3 separate regions of the Sus scrofa genome follow, and regions 1 and 3 are each linked to region 2. Evidence: chromatin contacts called from public targeted proximity ligation data. All regions are on one chromosome and are shown on one strand. The core of a region is the stretch at or near the end of the contact, and the rest is flanking DNA. Distances in the headings are between cores, read along the strand shown. Region 1 holds the start of POC1B (POC1 centriolar protein homolog B). Region 2 holds the start of ATP2B1 (ATPase plasma membrane Ca2+ transporting 1). Region 3 has its middle 230 kb from the start of ATP2B1.

What was found.
Region 1: a contact with region 2 is called in a targeted proximity ligation map of alveolar macrophages. A contact is called at or near these places in 6 of 47 Hi-C or Micro-C datasets (embryonic fibroblasts, heart right ventricle, liver and 2 more) and 2 of 2 datasets of targeted methods (alveolar macrophages and skeletal muscle).
Region 3: a targeted proximity ligation map of skeletal muscle shows a contact between it and region 2. A contact is called at or near these places in 4 of 47 Hi-C or Micro-C datasets (alveolar macrophages, embryonic fibroblasts, liver and 1 more) and 2 of 2 datasets of targeted methods (alveolar macrophages and skeletal muscle).

The regions. Positions count from the first base shown.
Region 1 is chr5:93,130,495-93,133,518 of Sscrofa11.1, reverse strand. POC1B (POC1 centriolar protein homolog B) reads right to left here and starts at 1,501. Exons shown (of 12, transcript XM_021092774.1): 1 at 1,269-1,501; 2 at 518-602. The coding sequence starts at 1,283. GALNT4 (polypeptide N-acetylgalactosaminyltransferase 4) reads right to left here and starts at 511. Exons shown (of 1, transcript XM_003360733.5): 1 at 1-511.
Region 2 is chr5:92,934,972-92,937,921 of Sscrofa11.1, reverse strand. ATP2B1 (ATPase plasma membrane Ca2+ transporting 1) reads right to left here and starts at 1,395. Exons shown (of 21, transcript NM_214352.3): 1 at 1,219-1,395. LOC106507543 (collagen alpha-1(I) chain) reads left to right here and starts at 142. Exons shown (of 4, transcript XM_021091263.1): 1 at 142-334; 2 at 693-836; 3 at 942-1,145; 4 at 1,201-2,950. The coding sequence starts at 142. The coding sequence ends at 2,606.
Region 3 is chr5:92,704,540-92,707,492 of Sscrofa11.1, reverse strand. No RefSeq gene overlaps it. Among named protein-coding and RNA genes, the nearest start is that of ATP2B1, 230 kb to the left of the region's middle.

The DNA of each region.
Region 1 (3,024 bases), core at 252-2,751, 200 kb before region 2:
CTTGAGTTCCCGTCTCAGGTGGCAGCGAACTTCCGAGCAGGTCCCTCCGTGCACGTAGACGCTCGACTCCCTTCCAGCCACGGGGGCTTCCCGGGAGTCACCTGGGACCTCCCGGTGGTCGGCCTCCGATGCAGCCCCAGCTCCTCTCTCCCCACTTCCTCCTGCTAGTCTCACAACTTTTCACAAACTCTCCAGCCAACACCCCACCCTCCCAGGGCCGAGGATAAACCCCTCCCCTTCCCACTTACTCCTCCTGGTGGTTGGTTCGCGAAAGTCGTCGGCCAGGCCCAGGCCTAGAGGCGACGCCGCGGGGAGGGCTGGGGGCCGGGGCCGAGAGGACCGAGGTGGCCCCGGTTCCGGCCCATTCTGGCTCCCACTGCGTCTGGGGCCGCTCTCAACACCACCTCCACCATGGGTCCTCAAAGGTCCTCCTGGGGGCCAAGCGTGGACAGGAGGCAAGGGTACCAACCGCTTGAGCGTCTCATCACAAAAAAGAGAAAAACAGAGTAAAACTTACCAAGTTGTTTGCCGTTGGGACTAAAGTCCACGGAAGTGATCGCGGCTTTATGGCCTTTAAAATAACGCTCCAGAACGGGGTCCTCCTGGGAAGGGAAGTTGGCAGATTTTGAAAGCAGGTGCAGACCTTGCCTTGGGGAGGGTCGGGGATCAACGCTGTCCCCTCCCCCGCGGGCCGGCCCGGGCCCGGCCACATCTGCGGCGGGGGTGCGGAGCAGGAGCGCCCCGCGCGGCCCCACGAGGCTACCCCAACGCGGGTGGGCCGAGCTCCAGCTTCCGCGCAGAACCGGCGAAATCCTCCGCTCGCGCTCCCAGGACCGAGCGCGCGCTGGAGACCACCCGGGCAGCGCCGCGGGAATGCACGTTCCGGGGCCCCTCCCGCCGGCACGCAGCCGCAGGTGCGAGGCGGGGCCCGGGCTTCGGTGCTTTAGAAAAACCTCCCAGGTGATTCTGACGCAGGCGCTCCACGGAAACCCTCAGAGAATTCTGGGGGCCGTGGGGCTGCCCGGGCCGTCTGAGCGCCGGGACTCGGGGGGGAGCGCCCGGGAGTCCGGCCAGGGCTCTGCGCGCCGGGTGCGCCAGCGGCGGAGGTTGAGTCGCGGGCGCCCTGGAGCCGGGGGCAAGAGGCTAGCGGCTCGGGAGCCGGCGGAGGACACCTGCCTCCATCTCCCGCCAGGTGCGGGCGCGGTCCTGACCCGGCCCCCCAGCCCGCAGGACCGGCTCCGGGGAGGTGCACCCCAGCCCGTCCTTACCGGGGCGGAGGCCATGGGGGGAGTGGTCGGTTCCCGGCTCCGGCCCGCGGGGGGAACCGGGGGAAGGGAGGGGATGGGGTGGGAAGGGGGACCGTGCGGCGCCCGGAACCGTCTGCCTCGAGCGGCAGCGCCTCCCGGTCACTACAACAACGGCGGCCCAGTCAAACCCCGCGCTCCAGGCTTGGCCAGTCGAGCTCCGAGGCTCCGCCGGCGCGGTAGAGTTGGGCCTCCGCCAGCGGGCAGGCGGGACGCCCCGCCCCTTTCCCCCCGCCCCGGGGGAGGGGGGTGTCAGGTGCCCCCACACTACAAAGCCAACGTTCACTAACACCTGCGCTCCCCGCGGCTGGACGCTGGAAGGAGAGTAGTAACTGGGATGGAAAGGAAACCCAAGGGTGGGAAAGAGGAATGAGCCTGTGATCGATGCAATCAGCGTTCTATTACAAGTTAAAGAGACAGCGCGCGCGAATTTCAGCTTGTTAGGACGCGGGAGGGAGTTTGATCCTAAATGGGCCAGCTTGCTATTTATTAGTATAGGCAAAGGAACTAAAACTTTGAAGGATAGATTTGAATTTACTTCATCATTACTTTTCACACAATGTCTGGCATAATATAAATGTAAATGCTGCGATAAACGTGAATGAATGAATGAATGTTCTTACACCTAATATTTTTCTGCTGTGTGTTTCTATCCCAATCTGCTCCTTTGCGCGTGTGCTTTAGAGCAGTAAATTGAAACAGGAGCATATTTAAAGCCTTTAGGAAGACTGAGAATCATTTTTTGTTTTGTTTAAATTATTGTAACTATAGTAACTATAACCATTTCACATAGTAACCACAGCTATCTCTACAGTAGGCTTTCTTACACATAGTATCATTTGAGCGTCAGCGACACCACGAATTGAGAGTTACAAAATGTAACCGACGTTTACAACTTATAAACTAGATGATTAAATATTTTCTTAAATGTTTTTACATAGAATTGTCAAAGATCACACAAAGGCAGCACTTCTAGTTCCAAATCCATATCCTTTTCTACCCTGCCTGAAAGCGTGACGGACTCAGCTGAAAACTACATTAAAAGATTCTTGGCAGCTTGAGACCATGTAATAGACCGCAGCTGGTAAGATAGCGCTCTATGCAAATGAAAGATGTAATACACACTAGAATTACAGGATCTCTATTTTTCCAGTGACAGGATTATTTTCAGTGAATACCGTATACACCAATTAAGCAAACAGGAAATAGCTTTAGACTACAGTATTAGTTTAAGTATACGTAAGTTGAATATCTCCTGTATATTTGGCCCTGAGAAATACATGAATATGGGGTGGGATCAAGAGCCCTGCAGATGCAATAAGCCCCTTAGGTGATTGTCATGAGAATCTCAGCTGTGTACAATGAGAAACATCGCTCTAGTCTAGGCGACGTGTCCTCTGTCAGTTAAAATATTTAAACCTTTTCTCCAATTATCAAAAAAAAAAAAAATGTTTTCAGCTGAAGAGAAGAAAAAAGAATTACATAGTGCCCTGTCACCTGAAAATTGACTTTTAAAAAACTTATCACCTGCTATGATATGCTCACCACACAGGTACCCTTCTAAGTAGTTTTTTTTTTTTTTTCTTTTTTATGGCCACACCTGCAGCCTATGCAAGTTCCAGGGCCAGGAATTGAATCTGAGCCTCAGTTGTGGCAATGCCAGATCTTTCAACGCACTGCACTGGACCAGGGGTGGAATCCACACCTCCACAGCGACCTG
Region 2 (2,950 bases), core at 146-2,645:
CCATGTTGAAAGGCAGAGTCCCGATATATGCATATACCTACACGCGTATGAAGAAAAATCCATATAACTAATTTATCATGAACAGCAATCGATACCAACAGGAGCCATTAGATTATTAATAAACCGAGAAAAGTAGCATGCATGGCAGCCAAAGGTGCCTGGCTGCTGAGCTCTAAACCCAGGAAAGGTAAAATTATGCCTGCCGAGGCGAGGATCGAGCCCTCCGCAGATTTAAAGACCCCCTCTGAACCTCTTGCCCTCCCCTCCGCGCCAGGCACCGCTGCACCGCACAGGGTTCGAGCCCTCCCTGCGCTGCGAGTCCTGCAGAAAACTGGTGAATGAAATGCGCACAGAAACCAGCCTGGCCAGTGACCGCTGCACAGAACCAGGGGTCGCTAACTAGCTCAGCCACAGGATTCTCCTGCAGGATGGAATAAAGGGAGCACCCCCCAGCACCACCACCTCTGCAACTGGAATGCGGTTCTTTCTTACAGACCCTTCCAAAAAGGGGGTGGAGAACGCAGGATTTTTTTCTTCTTCCTTTCTTTCTTTTAAAACTAAGTCTAAAAACGCGAATCGGAAGCAACCGTAAATATCCTGGGGAGCCAGACGAGAGACACCGGGAGAAAGGCGAGGCGGTTCTCCAACCCCCGGGGAATCACCGTCCTGTGCGACACGCATCAATCAACTAGCCCCCGCCGGGGGCCAACGCCGGCCCCGCTCTCCGCCCGCGGAGCGCCAGCGGGGCCGAAGTCGGGGATTTAGAGGGGTGACCCTCCCCGGGCGCGGGGAAAGACTGCCGGGCACCGCTGCCCTCAAGGTCACCAGGCGCCGAGGCAGGGGCGGCCGGCCGCAGGATGGGCTATGGCGCGGCCGAGGCGGCTAGGAGAAGTCGAAGAGCTGAGGGTGTAGACGCGGAGTACCACCCAGCCGGTCCCTAGGGCCCTGGGCGGGGACTCCCGGCCGGACCCCGCGCCACGGCTCACGCCGAGAAACCCGCTCACCTTTACGATCTCTCTGGGCGGGCGCGGTGCTCCCACCTGCGAAGGGGCCCCCCGCACGCCCCGCCAACTTCGCTCCAGAATCCGCGCAGTCCGCGGAACACCCACTTGTCAGGACCCCCGCCGCGACGCCCCGACCTCCGCGTTCCGCCCGGCCTCCCCCGCAGGTGACCTGCCCCGCCGCCCCCGCCGCGAGCAGGCGGCGGCCGCCACTCACCTCGCCCGGCAGCAGGAACCATTTTCCGAGGGGGAAAGGAAGGGGAGGCTGCGAGAGGGTCGGGGGAAGGGGACGGTGAGGACGGCGGCCAACGCAGAGAACCGGGACTCGGCCGGTGCGCAGGCGGCTCGCAGGACTCCGGGCGCCACGCGGAGGTTCGGCTGCACCTCGAGGATGAAGCGGCCGTGGAGCCACAAGCTCGGCGTCCACCAGCCGGGGCTCCCTACTCACGCTGCACTGCGAGGAGGCGGCGGCGGCGGCGGAGGAGGCGGCGCCCGGCCCGGCCCCCGCCCAGAGCCCGGCAGCAGCCGAGTGGCCGCCCGCGTCCCCGCAGGACCCGCCTCCTGGGCTCCGCAGAGCCGCACACAGGGCGCGCCGCGCTCAGCACGGGCAGTTCTGCCGGCCTCACGCCGCCGTCCGCAACGGCGGCCGCGGGCAGGGTGCAGCCCCCTCTGGGAGCCCGGCAGTCCGCCCTGCACGAGGCGGGGCCCGCGGCCCCCGGGGAGTGGACGGCCGAGCACGAGGGGGCTGCGAGAAGCTTCAGGCAGGGGCCCCGTCTGCACCGGGTGGCGCGAAAGATTGCCGGGGGCGCAGGGGAAGGAGAACTCTCACCCGTTCCGGTCCGGCGCTCCCTTCTCTCCACACCCTCTCGCCTCCAGCTCCACGCTGGCGGCACAGCTGCTGCCACTGCCGCCGCCGCCGCCGCCGCCAAAGCTAGCGCCGCCGCCGCCGCCGCCGCCGCAGCCCTGGCTAGGCGCGGTCACGTGACGCGGCCCGCGGGGAGCCTGGGGGCGGGCAGACGCGCGCGCGGGAGGAAGCGCGGCTCGAACGGGGACTGGGAACCCGGCGACGCGGAGAGGGCGTTTAAGGGGAGGACCCGGCGAGCTCGCTCCCGGCAGGCGAGCGCGTACGCGGCAACTAGAGCTTGCCGCGCGGTGGCGAAAGGGTGTGAGGGGCGGGGGACTCGCGCCTCCGCGCGCCCCTCCCGCTCTTCCTTCGCCCGGCGCCTCGGCCGGCCGCTTCCCCCGCCCCCTCCTGTTCGCCTCTTTCCTCCAGCCGCTGCCGGCGATTGGCTGAGAGGCTCTGACGTCCGTGTTTCCATGACGTATCGGGGCAGGGGGGCGGAGGGGGAGGAGGGGGTGGATCGGGCGCGCCGGGCAGTGACTTCGTCAGGCACAGCTGCAGTTTCAGCGCGGGTCGCGGCGTCGCCCGCGGCTCCCGACGCCGAGAGCGATGACTGCCGCAGGCGGACTCCGGCGCCTTCACCTGGAGCCGAGCCCGAGCCACCCCCAGCCAGCGCCCCTTCGAGCCCAGGAGCCAGGCGGGCTGGGGCCAGCTCTCCGGGCGTGCATAGGTTAAGGCTTACGCCCGCGTCCGCTGACCCTTGAGCACCTCCTCGCCGCGTCTCCGCTCCACTCAGTGCCGGACTCGGTGCCTGTCCCGGGCCGTGACGCAGGCGCCAGACGACAAAAGTGCCTCCCAGCTCTTTCCCTCCTTGGGCAGGGCCGCGCAGACCCCGCTCCGGGAGCCCCTCTCTCGCTTCCTGCGGGTCGGGCCCGTAAGACTCCGGGGGTCCCAGCTGCAGCGCCCAAAGGGTTAACGCGTTCGGCGGATGCAAACTGGCCTGTCAGGATCTGCGCTCCGAGCACCCGTGTTTTCGTTTAGGGTTTGCCCTTTCTACGTATGCCAAGCCATTGGCTCATTTGTAGCATCTTGACCCAACACCCTTCTT
Region 3 (2,953 bases), core at 108-2,607, 230 kb after region 2:
ATGACCACAAAGCTCTTAACTTCTAATTGCCAGCTGCCTGCCTTCCTTCCAATCTGTGCACACAGACGGCACAGATGCAGACCTGAGACCTAGACAGGGCAAATGACTTGCCCGATGTCACAGAGCAGGTCTGTAATCCGGCTGAGAATTGAAGCTGGTTTTCTCAGCTCCAATTGAGCCCTATTTGATTTATTATTATTATTATTTTCCTAGAAGATTTACCGAGTTCTCTATATTCTGGGAAGGACAGTTCCATGCACCACTGAAGTATAATCAAACCATATCTAAATTGATTTCAGTCGGGTGCCATCTGGATGCACGAAGCACAAATTTACACGGCTGGAGCAACAGTGTAAATGCTTTGCCCTGCTGATAAGAGGGTCTTGAAAGGGTTTTTGGGAAGCGTTCTGAGGGGCAAACTGACACATGATACTCTCCCCGTGTAACGTGTAGACAATTTGAGAGGAGGGCTGGTAGGCACAACGTCATGGTTTAAACAAGCTGGGCATTCAGATGGCGAGGAGCTGGGTAAATGAAGATGCACCCTCTGTACTCCACTAAGGGTCTTTCTGGTGTTGAGTTTATAAACCCTGCATCATGCAGCAATATATTCTCCCAAGTATCATAAGCTCATAACATTTGGGAAGGTGGACTCTCCTCTGACAGTTTTTGAGCCCTCAACTTCGGCAACAATTCAGGTGGTATGATGTGAGTGCTTCTTTACCTTCCCGAAGATCCTGTTTCCTTCTCATTCCACGTTTGTAGTTAGTAGCGCTTCATGCTTTTGCAGTTTTTAGTAAGGCAATTTTGAGAGGCAATTTTAGGTCTTTGCATATTCACCCTGTTTTCTTACATTGCATATAGAAAGTCCTCAAAAATGCATGTTGAGCCAATGAACGTATGTACAGTTAAAGGGAAAAGAGGGCAGGTCTAACACTGTTGATCACCCTGAATGTTCCAGGCACGGTATGACGCACATTACAGTTACGATTTCATTTAACCTTTGCAGTCGACTCCGAAGTAACTTGCCCAACGTCGCAAAATTATTAAGTGGCTGAGACTGGAGTCAACTGAGGTTATTTCAGACTCCAAGAACTATGCTCATTAAGCAAAAAAGAACTCTCTCAGCAGCACTGAGAATGCACCACAAAGACCTTCCACTGCGGAGAGTGCAATTGACCTAAGAGCCCGGCAGCACTGACCGAAGACCCAGCTGCTGTTGTCAGTGGTACTCTGACAACTGTCTCCACTTTTACAGAGTCCTTGTTTCCCATCGTTGCTCTCCAGTCAGTAGCTGCTGGGGCTGGGATGATAACACAGGCCAGCTTGGCTTAAGGACAAAAATGCCTTAGACTGCACGACAAATGAGGATGTTTCCACCCCACCCTCCTTCCAGTTTGCCTCTCTTTCACTGGGGTCAGTCTTGTCTCATGATCTGAAGACCACGCCTCCTCCCACTTCCTCCTGGTTTCTCCTCATAAGCATTTCCTCTAGGAAAGTGCTGGCCCATTTAGTACATTCTTGATGACTGCTTTTTAGAGGATCCGGTTAACACAGTTCTAGATATCTTCCCCATCTCAAGCTACTGAGACGTATAGCTGAAGTTAGCTGTCATCGAACATTTCCCACTGCACTCCTAGTTTAGCAGAGAACTAATCAATGTGTGATCTCCATCCCTGGTAGTTTGGGGCATGCCATTAATAAGAGATTTTTAAGAAGCTTATTCTTCATTCTATAATTACTTGTCCAGCATTTGTCTTCATTCTAAGATAACAAGCCCTGTGAGGTCAGGGCCTGCAGCTACCTTGTTCACTGCAATTCCTTTTGCCTAGAATATGGCTGGTGCATAGTAGGGGCTCAATAATTAAAGGCTGAAAACTATTACATTTAGAATGGATAAGCAGTGAGGTCCTACTGTATCGCACAGGGAACTATACCCAATCTCCTGGGATAGAACACGATGGAAGATAGTATGAGAGAAAGAGAATATATATATATATATATGTATATATATATATATATATGTATGACCGGGTCAGTATGCTGTACAGCAGAAATTGGCACAACACTGTAAATAAACTACACTTTAATAAAAATAAAGGCTGAATAAATGGGAACAATCGTATTTATTTTTATACTTAATTATGTAGTCATGTTTGTTTTATTTATTTATTTTTTTAAAGGAAAACTCTTATCCTTGGAAAAACTGTGGTCTAAATGTCATTTTAAAAGGTAATACTTCACCTTCACTCTTCAGGACATTAGCACACACCCTGGGGGTAAAAATACCCCTGTTTGAAAGTTATGGGTGGATTAATTTGCCCAAAGGTCAACATTAGGAAGAGAACCACTAGTTCAAGGTGCTTTCTTTTCTAGGCACAATGTTCTTATATATTTATACCTACTATTACATTCCAGCTTGAGAATTTTTGCTCCCACATTGCCACCGCAGGCATTCCTATTGTAATTAACTTTACCCAATTTGTTATTTTTGTTTGTAAACATTCTGTTCTTTGCTAACTTTATTTAATCTATGCCTACTCTGATTCTTACTTTTTAGATTGGAGTATTTGGAAATTTGGGCAGGGAGGATTAGTGCAATCCTTGACATTGGGGCGTTTTCTCTTGTTTCAATCGCCGAGCATGCATCTTTCACTCTGTCTTTTTTCTGCTGAGGATGGAGTTTTACCCTCATTAAATTGAGGAGGAATGCCTCTTTGTGGTGAAGGAGGCTCATGCTGAATAGTGGTGTTTCATTACCCTCCTAACACATAGGGATGCTCAAAATGTTTTCACCCTCTCTTAACCAAGGTGAGCTGGATACTGACCACTCCATCCTTCTAGTTCTGGCTAAAATTCTCCTCAGAGACATACTTGGCTCCCTTCCTCTCGTAATCCTTATCCAATCTACCAATAACCTCCGTTCATTCTATCTTGAAAATGTGTCCAGAGA